3 separate regions of the Sus scrofa genome follow, and all the other regions are linked to region 1. Evidence: chromatin contacts called from public Hi-C and HiChIP or PLAC-seq data. All regions are on one chromosome and are shown on one strand. Each heading gives the region's core, a stretch centred on a gene start, on an enhancer-like site or on the middle of the called end of the contact. The rest is flanking DNA. Distances are from core to core; before and after follow the strand shown.

Evidence for each region. A called contact is a pair of places that touch in the nucleus more often than the background predicts. HiChIP or PLAC-seq counts read pairs in DNA pulled down with a chosen protein or histone mark.
Region 2: an H3K27ac HiChIP or PLAC-seq map of alveolar macrophages shows a contact between it and region 1. The contact joins the promoter of CFAP43 here to the promoter of SLK in region 1. A contact is called at or near these places in 1 of 47 Hi-C or Micro-C datasets (heart right ventricle) and 1 of 2 datasets of contacts at active chromatin or transcription factors (alveolar macrophages).
Region 3: a Hi-C map of heart right ventricle shows a contact between it and region 1, with 4 times the contacts expected there. The contact joins the promoter of ITPRIP here to the promoter of SLK in region 1. A contact is called at or near these places in 1 of 5 promoter capture datasets (fetal liver) and 1 of 47 Hi-C or Micro-C datasets (heart right ventricle).

Annotation. Positions count from the first base shown.
Region 1 is chr14:114,897,510-114,900,289 of Sscrofa11.1, reverse strand. It overlaps SLK (STE20-like serine/threonine-protein kinase), which reads right to left and starts at 1,327. Exons shown (of 18, transcript XM_005671435.3): 1 at 585-1,327. The coding sequence starts at 734.
Region 2 is chr14:115,200,640-115,203,339 of Sscrofa11.1, reverse strand. CFAP43 (cilia- and flagella-associated protein 43) reads left to right here and starts at 1,375. Exons shown (of 43, transcript XM_021072821.1): 1 at 1,375-1,452.
Region 3 is chr14:115,276,138-115,278,837 of Sscrofa11.1, reverse strand. It overlaps ITPRIP (inositol 1,4,5-trisphosphate receptor-interacting protein), which reads left to right and starts at 1,295. Exons shown (of 5, transcript XR_002338487.1): 1 at 1,295-1,904.

The DNA.
Region 1 (2,780 bases), core at 78-2,577:
TCTGGAAATTTTCTATCAGAAATTCCATTCCATTTTATAGTATGTTGTCAAGCAACCAATTCAACAATAGTCTGCAAGTAGCAATCACTTTGCCCTCATCCCAAGAGACTGGTTATGTATTATTAGGTACAGATACAACCAAATATATATCCTGGACCCAAAAAAGGGAACTGTTTTAGTCCAAGTGTACATATGACTGCCAACAGCTAGTGCACAAACAGGCAGCCACTGAAAAGTATAATGATTTCTGATTCGAAAATACTTGAGGGCCACGACCAGACCCCTCCTTTAAATTAAACAACACCCTCATTTCCTTTAACGTTTGACAGAGCAGAATGCATATCCTGCCTCTCTTTGGCAATCACTCTTTAAACTACATCCAGGCCCCATTTTGTTCAACCTTAAACCCTGTGTCTTAGCTACTCTTCGAACGGTAACCTAAATAAAGTTCCAATGTACAGTTACGAAGTCACAAGAAGGTCCACAAGGCAGGACCGGGACCAAGGAGCTAGAAATCCTCGTGCCACTCCGGGCCACTGGCTGTTTGATCTCACAAGTGGAACTTCCCGTTTTCTCCCTCTTACCTTGTACACTTTCCCAAAGGCTCCGTCGCCCAATTCTCCTATAATTTCCCAAAACTCCTCGGGGTTCAGGTCCCTCTTCACATGTTCGTACTGCTTCTTCTTCTTCTCGCTCCCCAACTTGAAGATCTTACGGAAATTGAAGAAGGACATTTTTCTTCCCAACAGAGTTCCTCGCACTTAAGGACTGAAAACAATACAAGGCAAAGTTTCTCCTCCCTCGTCTCCCGCGCGAGCCCGGCAGGCGGCGGCGGGCGCGGGTCGTCCGGGCTCCCGCCGCTCCGGCCGGGCTGTCCCCGGGGAAGGCGGGGCGCGACTCCCGCTCCCGCCCACAAGGTGGGGGCGCTGCGCCGGCGGCCCCTCCGCGAAGCCCGGCCCGGGGGCCGAGCGGCTAAGCGCCGAGACCCCCGCCGGCCCTCGGGGGGCGGCACCTGCCCGGACGTTCGTCCACACCCGGCCCGGCCCGACGGGTTCGAGCGGTCCGGACGCCCGCAGCCGCCACGGTTAGGCCCGTGTCACGGCGAGTCTCCAGGGGCGGCGGCCACTCCGAGTGAGGGACGCAGCCGGCGGCCTCGGAGCCGGGCAGTCGGCTGGCCGAGCGCTCCCGCCCCGGGCCGGGAGCCCTGGGTTTCCTCTGCAGCCGTCTGCACCCGCGGCGCGAGACCCGCGCGTCCCCTGGGCTCTGGGGCGCAGCCGCCGCCGCCTCGCTCCCTCCCCAGCCCACGCAGCCTCTGCTTGGAGCGCGCGCCGACGCCGACGCCGCAGCGCGCCCGCGCGCTCCTCCTGCCGCGCGCCGGACTCTCCGCGCACTCGCGCGGGGGCGTCACCTCTGGCTCCGCGCACGCGCGTTAAGCCCCACAAGCTGGCAGCCCTTGGGCGGCTTGCAGGCACCCCGCGGAGGCGGGGGCGAAGTGGGCGCTTGAGCCGAGGGCTGGCTGCTGGTTGCTTCCGATTTGCCCTCCAAGCCCCATTATCTTTATCAGCCTATGGCTTTGGTGTAGTTGCCCCTTTGCGCACGACCCCTTTGATTGTACTAGTGGATCTTGCCTTCATTCCGGATCAGGGAAAATGTGTAGGGTGAAAGATGAGCTGTCCGGTTCGGAGGGGACTTGTTCTCTCTCCAACGGTCCCAGAGTTAAGTGAGAGGGGAGTATGGGAGCGTTGGAGCCAGAGCCGACCAGCTCTATGACCTTGCGCGGGTAACCTCTTCCAGCGTCAGTTTCTTCATTGTTAAATGAAAATCCTTAAAAGTCCTGACCTGGGAACTGTGAAGAGAAATAAAGAAGGCAATGGATGTAAACCCTTTGCACGGTGCCTGCACTGGCAAACGCTCAATTTCAGTTTCTGCTGTTGCTACAAGTGTGCTGGTAAGATATATATAATACATGTAAAAATTGTTTAAGCCAACTTCTTCTCCAGGGATGACCGCGACACTCCCTTGAGGATTATCTATCTTCTTCTGGCCACTTACATATGGTGGCTATAACGCTGGTGCCACCTTTCATGACTCCATCTAAACCTCTTACCAAGGTCTTGACTTCCTGACCAGCCTCCGCCTCCTTGGGCAGTTCTAGTGGACAGTCTACCTAATGGGCCATGTGGGCTTTGGCTGGAATCTCTCAGATGGTGTCCACCACTAGACAGGAGCCCTTTAGGGCAGTGGCTCTTTGTTCACCTTGATATCCAGGTACCCACCAACATTCCTGGCATATGATAGGAAGACAGATCCCTGGAATTAATTAATCAAAGCTGTCTGGAGCAGAGGCCATATTGCTATCTACATACCACACCCAAACCATTCTTCCCTCCACCCTCAAAATGGCATAGCAAAACCCCTCTTCTAGTAGGAGGGATAAGATGATTTTGTTTCTCAAGACTTTCAATTTTTAATAGTTTTATTGAGGTATAACTGATATACGATAGACTGTACAGGAGTTCCCTGGTGGCTCAGCATGTTAAGGATCCAGCATTGTCACTGTGGTATGTTTCTCTCTCTAGCCTGTGGAACTTTCACATGCACTGGACAGAGCCAAGAAAAGAAAAATCACAAAGCAAAACAAACTATACATATTTAAAATATATGCTTTTAGGGAGTTCCTGCTGTGGTGCAGTGGGTTAAGTATCAGATCACAGCAGCTTAGGTAGCAGCTGCCACCCAGATTAATCCCTGGCCCAGGAACTTCTATATGCCAAGGGCAA
Region 2 (2,700 bases), core at 126-2,625, 300 kb before region 1:
TGCATCACATTGGATCAGCTCCAAGCCCTTTGTGGTTGTGTGCATCGTATATGAACATCTGGATACACACTGCTGTTAGCCACAGGTAAAGGCATTTCACATTTTTTTGCAGCTATAATTGTCAGCAATTGACCTGAAGGAGCTAAACTGAACTGATTCTGCTGGTTGAAGATCAAGAGTTGGAAGACTTGTGATAGCTTTCTTCCTTCTAAGTGCCACCTGCTTTTGCAGACCGTATATACCCACTTGATACAACATTCTTCTGTGGATTTTCAGGAATGTAATTTGAATAATTTTAAGCAATTTAAGTGGTTCTTGAATCTGTGTGTCCTAGCTTATCGTCCTCGGTATGGTTCAAATAAAATTCTTTTCCATTCCTAGGATAGATTTGTTTATTGATTATTTCCCTTTACAGTTCCAAATGACTAGCACATGAGATACTTGGTAAATATCTCTGGATGAAAAGAAGAGAAGGTGACAAGATGGGAAGGAAAGGAGTGACCTAAAGAAGGGAAGAAGATAGGTCTAGAAAGGACGAAAGAAGGCAAAGGGCAGCGGGCAGGGGAGAGCATGAGAGGGGAGGGCAGAAGCAAGGACAAACTGCTGCCCTTCCCACAAGTTATTTCTAGGAGCTGTCTGCCTCTTTGAAATAGCTGAGGGTACATCAGAAAGTGTAAAAAAGTAATTAAAGGTTTGGCACTCCAGATGTAGACTAGAGTTGGCTTTATTTATTTATTTATTTGCTTTTTAGGGCCGCTGGTGCAGCATATGTAAGTTCCCAGGCTAGGGGTGAAATGAAAGCTGCAGTTGCTGGCCTTGTGTCACAGTCACAGCAACTCCGGATCAGAGCTGTGTCTGCGACCTTCTCCACAGCTCAGGGCAACGCTGGATTCTCAACCCACTGAGTGAGGCCACGGATCAAACCCACATCCTCGTGGATACTAGTCAGATCCATTTCCGCTGCTCAGCAACTGGGAACTTCCTCTAGAGTTGGCTTTAAAAAATCCCACTCAGCTTTGTAGCCTTGAGCAAATTATTTCTCTTATCCTCCCTTTCCTTTTCTGTAAAGTGGGACTGATGAGGATTTGAATATTATATAAAACTATACCCGCACGAATCTTGGACAGTCAGCCCTCAACATTTCATTCTAGTGCTGAGACTTAGCAACTTTGTTAATTATTTGCCGCGGGCTGGGCCATTCCAGTACCCGCCCCGCGCTTCGCGCGTCGCTCTCCATTCGTCAAGACCCCTCCACCCCCAGAACTTTCACCAATCCGCTTGACTCAAACATGAGCGTCTCAAAGGACAGAGCCAATGGGCGCAGGGGTTACGAAGCGGTAAACAGTGGAGGCAACTCGGGCGGGCGGGCTGGGGCTTCGGAATAACCCGGCAGATCCTAGTTGGGTTCCACGTTTACCGCGGGTGGCCCAGCTGCGAGGCTCACGGCTCATGGTACAAGGCTGGGAACGAGACGTAGCCCGAAGCGCCGCGTCCGTGAGGTTCACTGCCGCCCGCCTCCTAACTGACTCGGTCTTGAGGAAATTTTTCCCTCAGCTGTACCCGCAGCTTCCTCTCCTGTAGACCTGCTCTCCCACAAATTCGACATCTTCTCCTTCAACCCCAAACCCTCCTGCAGACTTCCGTTCTCTGTGAATGCTCTCCGTTCCACCCCCAGCCCCACTCCGTCCCCTTTTTCACTTAACACATTTCCAGCTCTTTCCACGTCTTTGGTGACTTTCCCCAAACTTAATGACCTCAATCCCTTCCCTTTAACTCCCGTCCGTGGACTTTGGGTTTATTTGCATTTGTGGTGATCGTAAGCATCTGCAAGGATGTAACTTGGCATTTCGTTCCTTCCACATGCTAGAGTGTTCCCGGCACTCTGTTCCACGGGGCGTCCTGCACCAGCCCGGCTGTACTCTCCATTCCCTTGACATTTTTCTTTAAGCATATTTTAATAATTAAATAGAGATAGAGTCTCCCCTCACCCCAGACTCCTCCATCTAGCTTACATTCACCACACATTTCTTACTTTAAAATATGTTCCTTTCGAACTGCAAACCAAAAATCTACAATTGATACACAAACAAGGAATCTCTGGAGAATAACTATATCTCATAATAAATAAGTGCATATTGTTTATCACATCACTTAGAATGGTGTAATGCCTATATTGAAGAATCAATAAGATGTAACAAATTGTGAGGACATATTTATATAGTTACCCTGTTTTTTAACCAATTTATGCATTTTAGATTTTACTTATTTTCAGAGGGTGTATTATTTTTGTTATTCTTACCAGTTAAGTTATTCTTTTTATGATGCTATATAAAATATTTAATGGTATAAAATATGTTCCTTTCATGTTCTGACCTTTTCATTCATGTTGACTTATTCCTTTTCCTTTCTGCATTTATCTCTAGTTTGATCTAAAATATGGCTACACACGTTCCATTTTTGTAAAGAAGCAATTTTCCTTCTGGGTTCACAACCACAAAGCAAGCTGTCCTATTCAAAGATGTTTTTTACAGTTTATTTTTAAAATCAAAACTAGTTATAAAGCAAAGGCCCAGGTTGCACCCTGTTTTCTATTGGGATCAAGCTCTTTTCTCTCTCTGTTTTGACTTTTTCTTTCCCAGCATGCAAGACCCCAGAAATCCTTCTGAGATTTTCTCAGGTTTGAACAGAGGTTTTCCTTCA
Region 3 (2,700 bases), core at 46-2,545, 380 kb before region 1:
GGTCACAGAGAATGAAATAATCAGGTTTAAACAAAAAACAAATGTAATAAATGTTGCTTATATAGATAAGTATACATACCTAGTTAGAAAGTGCTAAAACAACTTTGCACACAGGATGAGGATCCCAGAGGGCATTCAAGCACTAACTTTGGTGTTCCACCACGAAGAACCCTAAATCCTTACTGCAGGGTTAGGCAGTGTAGTGGTGCTCGCTCCAGTAGTCCCCACCTCTCAGGAATTTACCCCACCTGCTTTGGTGGAAAACAGACATTTTACAAATACAGACATTTTAGAAAAACACAGGCCTTTCAAGAATGTCTTCCGGAGTTCCCGTCGTGGCGCAGTGGTTAACGAATCCGACTAGGAACCATGAGGTTTCGGGTTCGAGCCCTGCCCTTGCTCAGTGGGTTAAGGATCCAGCGTTGCGGTGAGCTGTGGTGTGGGTCGCAGACGCAGCTCGGATGCAGCATTGCTGTGGCTCTGGTGTAGGCTGGCAGCTACAGCTCAGATTAGACCCCTAGCCTGGGAACCCAAGCGGGAGCGGCCCAAGAAATGGCAAAAAGAAAAGAAAAAAAAAAAAAAGAACGAATGTTTTCCCCCATCACCCTTTTCCTCGTCCCTCCCCACCAGCCCCTAAAACTCTGCCATAATTGTCCCTGGTGTAAGGAAAGAGCTGTGAGCAGCCGCAAAAGCCAGAAAACTAGACTAACCTGGGCCACTGGCCAGGGGGTCTATTTTTAGAACTTGTTCTCATTGCCTGTTTATCTTTCAGACTCAGCCTAATGTCTTCCAGGCGAATGTTAAAGCTATTTGGCTGGCTTGCAGAGGAGAGGAAGAAGGTGATCTAACACTTAAGAGCAGTGGCAATAGGGATAACCATTCCGACAGTGTGTTCTCATAACGTCCTCCCAGTGTACCCTTCTTGGCCTTCGATTCCTGTAAAGCCACTTACACAGGATTTATTCAAGCCCTTCCCAGCCACTTCTACTGGCTGTGGAATTTGGGCAGGTCACAAAGAGAAGATAATAGGTTATGGATTTCATAATCCATCAAGTATGACCAGAGCGCTGCTGTCCCTCCTGACCTCGGTTCCCTGGTGACTAAAATAGGGGTCTAACATCCTAACTGTAAACAGGCATTGGACACTAAAGCGCCCTCTACAGATAAAAATCACTTGGTCGTGATTCTCCTTTGTGTCTGGTTACTCAGGAAAAGGCGACGGTGCTTTCATTTACCGTAAAATCTGGTGAGTTATTTTAATCCATTCAAGCCGTAAAAGAGAAAAGGGCTAGCGTTTTGTCTCGATTTATATTTCCCTCCAGAGGAGAAACTAGGTGGCCCCTGGAATTCCACAGCATCTAAAATGTGCCGCGGGAAAACGCTCCGAAGGCGTGCAGGGAATTAACCCTTTCCGTTCCGCCGGCCGAGACCGACATTTAAGGGCGTCCTCCCCGGACTTGCTGTCCATTAGCCCCAGTTTACTCTGTAGCCAGATCCCATCTCTCCGGATCACCTTCCAGTTCTGCTGTCCGCTCTAGAGTTTCTGGGATGATCGATGGGCAAACTTCCGCTGCAGACCCGGCGTTCATCCCCTCCCTAACCCTCACGGTCCACCTTAAGGAGACTCCGCAGCCGAAAGTAGAGGCGGGTGTTTTGTTCTTATAAGGAGGAAAAGTTTCTTTGACATCCAGGAAATGAGTAACTCTGAAGTCCTTTAGAGCCCCCGCTGATGGAGGCCAGAAGGCGGGAGCCGGCTGGGGTATCACCGCCCGCGTCCCTCTAATTGCCCTGACGCTCCGCGGCAGCAGCCGCCAGACAGCCGATTCCGGGCCCCCGGGACCCGCGCGTGCAGCGGAGGCTCGCGCGGTCCCTCCCGCGCCAGGGAGCGGACACCAAGACTAAACGTAAGTCCCTGGCCTGAAGCCGAGAGGCTCTGCGTCCTCCCCAAGCATCTCGCGTATAGGAAGGAAGGAAGGGGACCAGGCGGAGGCGCGGTGGCGGATTTAAGAGGGGCGCCAGCTCAGCCTCCCAGGTTGGGGCTGACTTGGGAGACCCTGTTAAGGTGCCCGAGAGAATGTGGGGGTGGGCGGCTGTCCTCCCAGGTTCCCTTTCCGTCCTCGCGCCGCGCGGGGTCCTGCGCCCCAGCCTCTCGGCTTTAACCCCTCTCGAGACGCGGAGACCGTGGGTGCTTCCCTGCAGCCACGCGCCGCCGGCAGCTCCTCCTCCCCGCCGCACAGAACCGCCGCGCCGGAAGCGGGACCACGCTGTTGTTTGTGCGGACTCGCTGGTCCGTTACCTTCGACCGTCTGGGCAGATGCTAGGACAAAAAGGCCGAGTCTCCTTACTCTCTAGCCCGCTCCTTTCCCTCCTTCTTTCCCCTTCTGGAAACAGGGAGAGGGTGTGAAGCCTGCTTTTTCTTGGTTTAAATTAGTGAAGCTGTGCTGGGGCCGGATAAAGCCCTCGCTGCTTCCTCTTTCAGGGCTGTTGATGGAGAAGACCCCACGCTGTTCAGAACTTTCTCTAGGAGCTGCAGCTAGTTTCTGCCACCTGGCCCCTAAACCCATCCCGTCCTTTTCCCATTGTCTCCACTTTCCTGGCTGCCTGGTGGAGGGACTCCGAAGCCCCAGGGCTGGACTTCCCATCCAAAAGGCTTCTTCTCTTTAAAACCATAAATGCTACCTCCCAGGAAAGAAAAATATT